2 separate regions of the Aedes albopictus genome follow, and region 1 is linked to region 2. A link is a contact called in public Hi-C data. All regions are on one chromosome and are shown on one strand. Each heading gives the region's core, a stretch centred on a gene start, on an enhancer-like site or on the middle of the called end of the contact. The rest is flanking DNA. Distances are from core to core; before and after follow the strand shown.

Region 1 (2,700 bases), core at 169-2,668, 650 kb after region 2:
AACCACTATTTCCAACTGGAGACAATCTACGCGTGGATGGACGGTCTTGCAAGCAAACACTCCTTCATAACCGTTATCTCTTTGGGAGATTCCTATGAAGGTCGTCCGATCAAAGGCGTCAAACTTTCCCGCCAATCCGGTAATAAAGCTATCTTTGTTGAGGGAGGAATCCATGCTCGGGAATGGATTTCTCCAGCCACTGCTACCTTTATTCTGAACCAGCTCATCACCTCAACGGATCCCAGAATCATCGAACTGTCCACCAACTACGACTGGTTCTTCTTCCCGACGGTCAATCCGGATGGGTACAAGTTTTCCTTCGAAAGCGATCGTCTGTGGCGCAAGAACCGGAAGCCTTACGGCATCTGTCGCGGTGTGGATCTGAATCGGAACTTCGCTAGCAATTGGGGCGGCATCGGTTCCAGTGATGATCCCTGCAGTTACGACTTCTCCGGGTCCGGAGCCTTCTCAGAACCGGAAGCCCGTGCGTTGGCCGACTTCATCCGGGACAACGCCGAAAAAGAGCGCATCCGGACGTACATTGCGTTGCATTCGTACTCGCAGTTGTTGATGTTCCCCTTTGGGCATACGCCGGAGAAGGTCGCCAACTACGAGCACTTGCAGACGATTACGGATAGGGCCATTGCGGCGTTGACGGCTGTTCATGGGACTCCGTTCCAGGGTGGAAGCAAACACGAGACGATTTATCCGTCGAGTGGGGGAAGTATCGATTGGGCCTACCAGGAGGCGAAGATTCCGGTGTCGCTGACGTTTGAGCTGCGGGGACCACCGGACTCGACGGATATGTTTATTCTGCCGGCGGAACAGATTACGCCGGTTGGTGAGGAAACCATGGCTGCGTTCGTCGCCATTGTGGAAGAAGCCAAGCGGCTTGGGTACTACGATTGATTGCATTCTTGGAAGGTTGTTATTTGTATTAATAAATGTTCTCAGTTAAACATAACCATGTTGATTTACTTCAAACGTATGTACTTCATTCGCATCCTTAAACTCCCAAAACTATGATCCAGGAATCCAATATGGTGGACAAAAATTCAAGATGTCATCTTTTCTATGGAGCTTTTTCCAGAGTCAAAAACTAATACATTGAAAATCTAAAAAAAATCCTACAATAAGCAGATTCTGAAAAAAAAAATAATTGAAGTTTAAGCTATTTTTTTGGGTTTAAAACTAAACTATTTAAAATTTAAAACTCTAATCGAACGATCTTAACTGTAAATGATTGCATGAAAATTTATCTCAAGACACACCACCACAGTTTCTTATCAAGCTGTCATGACAGCTGATTTGTTCATCCCACCACTACATTCTCACCTTGTACTAAAAGCTAATCCCATCGGTAAACATTACCTTTGTCCCTTCTCATCTTTACTGCTTCACCTACCATCGAGACGAGATAGACATTCATTATCATTCAGTTTCACTTCTGTTTTCGATTGAGCCGGTTCTGCTGCTGCCGGCTTGCCATTTGTGCATCGCAAAAATGCGATTACCGCACCGACTTCTTTATTTCATCCCAGCAGCCATTGTCGCATTGCTGCTCCTTCTCGTCGTAGATGGCCATGGCTGCTCGGCTACTGGTGTGGCTGTGGACCCCTCGAACAAGGCCCGCTACGATCACTTCCGAATCTACCGGGTACTGCTGGAGAACGAGGAACAGGTCCAGTTGATGCAACAGCTGGAGAACCGGAGCGATAGCTATACCTTCATGGGTCATGCCCGGCATACCAATCAGAATCTAACCATTATGGTTGCACCGCAAAAGATTGCCGAAATGACGGATTTGATGGAGCGGTACAAGATTGGGGGATCGGTTCTGGTGAGTAGCGTTCCTTTGTTTTGTAATCAATGTCGAATCAATATCAAATTTCTTGTGCGATCATCTTCATCGTTGTAACCAACCACATCTACAGCCACTGTTTACTGTTTAAGTCCAAAATATTTTTGTTGAATGCACATTCCTCCGGTTGACGAAAGGACGTGGCCGGCGACCTTTTCCTTCATGAGATGATGGTATCTCGAACGACTGGTTTCCACTTCGTAAGCACTGTGTAAAAAAACTGACTTGATCGATTTCTCTTCGTCGACTCTCTCTTTCGCTAATAACTTGATCAAAACAAACAAAATCATTATTCTTTTTGTTTCTAGACCAAGATGTACTCGTCGTCTTCGCATTTCAACCAAAACATCTTTGGAAAACTTAATACACTTTCCATAATAACACCAAGAGAGGACCGATGAAGAGAAATTGAAAATGTCAGTTAGGCCCCAATGAAGAATCAGTTTTACTTGGTAATGATTCCGCTTCAAACTCACTTGATTGATGCATGTATTGCAAGCTAGGAAAAAATGTAACAAAGTGCAACGTTTCCACCTGAAATATTTCAGAAGGGATTTCTTTAGAAACTCTTCCAAGAGTTTATTTAAAAATGCTTCAGAATTTCTTTCAAGAAAATTTTTGGTTATATAATTGAGAATCCCTAAAGGAATTCCTTTAACAATTGCAACCAGAACTATCATAAGCTTTCCGAAGAAAAAATAGTCCCAGAATTAACTTCGGAAGTTCGTCCAGTAATTTATTCACGAATGTCTCCAGCAGTAAAGAGTTTCTGAGTTTCGAATCCGAAACAGCTGGGGTATCTTCAGGAATTTCTTTAGGAATTTCCATAGAAATCCCTT
Region 2 (2,700 bases), core at 67-2,566:
CTGCATAAGAGGTTAAATACCTAAAATAATAACTGGTGTGTATTCTGTGCATAACGCGTGAATAATGACATCAGGTATGGCAATACCTAAATAATAATCGGTGATTTTTCCATACAAACAGCGATTTTTCCATAATTGAATAATACCTCAAGCAGTCCTTAACACCAAACCAATAACTCGTTGAGGTATATCCATTTATTTATTTTGTAGGCACCCTGTGCACTTAGGCCTCTACTGTGCCGATTACCATAGTTTATCTATATCTTTCCTAAGCTCATACACTTTGATACAGAGTCTATTTTTAGTTCTATTGACAATTGCTTGTGTCTCTATATCTACCGTCCTCGCAGTAGGTAGGAGAGAGATCTCATGCCGTACTTGTCGCTACCGTTGTTGTTACAGCAGCGTGTGGTTCCTATACATTTCCTATCCAGTCCATTGTGTGTGCCGCGGGTTCGTTTGCCGTGAATCGTATATTAGGCTTGTTGCCGTCGAAGAGGGTCAGTTGTCTCAGTCACCATCCAATGCTGACGGAGGATGGATGTGCCCTCCCAATGCACTGTCCTCCGTGCGGCGTCTTTTGGTGGCTGGACGAAGTGTTTTTTGAAGGGGTTGGGAATTTCACCCATGACGATCCGCTTTACTAAGCGAAACTGTACCTCAAAGCTACAGGCCCCGACGTTGACGTATATCATCAATACCTTCAAAATACCAAAATAAGTTATTTTCAATACCTGGATAACCGACCAATACCTCGTCTTGTTATGATACCTAATTTTGGTATGCTCCAGTTATGTGTCAGTTATTCGTTCCTGCTCGGGTAGATGCGAATATCAAAACGGGACATGCCACAAAAGTTCAGCCTATTGGACGCAGTGGCTTAATTTCCCCAACAGGGGAGGAAAAAAAGCAGGTGACTCCCATTTTCATCCTACTAAAACAAAGGATTGAGCTATTTCTTTTGTTTCTTATTTTTGTATTTGTAGTTAGAAGTGAGCACCCATGAAAACAAATTGAACGGAATCAATCGGTGCCGTAGTCGCTTGTTTCGAATAGTATGAATATGGGAGATTACTGATGGCAGCACACATACCCTACCTACAAACTACATATTTCACGAAGTAATATTTTTTCTAATCAACAAGTTCATCTGCTACAGTTTGTTCCGCAATGGCAGCGACATAAATGATTTCAGCCCACTGCCAAACAGACTGTTCTAAAAACAACGTCGGCAAAATAGACGCGCAGTATGCAGCCAAATTCATTCTGATTGTCACACGGTCACACACCGACCTGTCAAAAGTGGAAACGTCAAATCCTAATCACTGTTCAGTCAGTGTGAATTAAGACCAAAACATTAATCGTTCGATCGCCAGAGTGAAAATTATTTTTCTTTGAAATAACCCAGACAAACTAATCGATTCCAGCTTGTGCCGCCATGTCCGAGGTAAACTTCTCCGCCCGTGCCTACTGCAAGATGATGCTGCACGCGGCCAAGTACCCGCACCTGGCCGTGAACGGGCTGCTGCTGGGTGCCAAGGGTGGCAGCGACCAGCAGAAGGTGCTCGATGCGGTTCCCCTATTTCATCAGTGTCTGCATGTGAGTCCGATGGCGGAAATTGCTCTGATTCAGGTAGAGGCAAAGGCCGCCAAGGAGGGAATGCAGGTGCTGGGGTACTATGCGGCGGCGGAAAATTTCTACGACAACAGTCTGGAGAGAGCGCCGGGGGCACGGATTGCCGACAAGGTGGCGGAGAATGTGACGGGAGCGGTGTTCGCCGTGGTGAGTTCGTGATTGGATTCTGGAAGCACTAGAATGTGAATGATTCGTAATTTAATTTTAGATTGACAACCGAGCTGTCTCGATCAACATGCGCTACCCGGCGCTCAAAGTTTGGCAGAGCAAGGAGGGACGCTGGACCAAAGTAGGCAAGTGCTCGGTAGAGGATTCAAAGAACACTTTCGATGCCGTGTCGAGCTTGCTGCAACGAGGGGCCATGAAGGAGCTCAACGATTTCGACAACTATCTGGACAATACGGATAATGATTGGAGCAATGATCATCTCAATAGGGACTTGCGGCAGATTTTGTCCATGTACTAGGACAAGTGCAATTTTTCATTCCCAAAAAGCTATAATTTATTCTCAAAATCACATTATAAATTGTAATAAAAAGGATTTGTTCAACGTTTAACCGAGTGTTCTTATTGGAATTTTTGGTTCGGATCAAACATCAAGTCAGCGCAAATGTTTTCAAAGAATTTTATTTACTTCACCTTCGTCACAGATTTCTTCAATATAAACATCAAACTTTGATTAATTTCTTGCGCACGAAACTGCTGCTTTTGTGCAAACAATATCATTTAGCTTAGCCATCAATACCGAGAAAATAAAATTTTCCGCGATCAAAGTAGACCGCTTTTTCTTTGCACTAACGGAAGTGGCTGCGTGCGCTGCGTTGTTGTCATTCGACCGCCCCGCGCAAGAGTAAGGTGGCACGCAGCCACCATCCACGTTGCTACGCACGTGAACTGAAAGATCTAATATGAAACCGAAAGCGTCACGTGATCTATTATAGAGAACCTTTGAAAGCGTTCTATTTCTATCGAATCCAGTACAAAAACATAAATAAACTACGCTTGTTTTTGAACTGCTACTTCAGTTCATCTTTTTGTCTTTGGTCTATTCGAAAGATGGATTA

Evidence for each region. Hi-C and Micro-C count contacts between places; a contact is called where the count stands out from the background.
Region 1: a contact with region 2 is called in a Hi-C map of whole body, with 3 times the contacts expected there. The contact joins the promoter of LOC134284905 here to the promoter of LOC109402694 in region 2. A contact is called at or near these places in 2 of 3 Hi-C or Micro-C datasets (embryo and whole body).

The regions. Positions count from the first base shown.
Region 1 is chr1:45,051,737-45,054,436 of AalbF5, forward strand. LOC134284905 (zinc carboxypeptidase-like) reads left to right here and starts at 1,419. Exons shown (of 2, transcript XM_062844444.1): 1 at 1,419-1,840. The coding sequence starts at 1,505. LOC134284853 (zinc carboxypeptidase-like) reads left to right here. Exons shown (of 2, transcript XM_062844260.1): 2 at 1-964. The coding sequence ends at 909.
Region 2 is chr1:44,399,363-44,402,062 of AalbF5, forward strand. It overlaps LOC109402694 (ER membrane protein complex subunit 8/9 homolog), which reads left to right and starts at 1,317. Exons shown (of 2, transcript XM_019675396.4): 1 at 1,317-1,783; 2 at 1,845-2,193. The coding sequence starts at 1,439. The coding sequence ends at 2,102.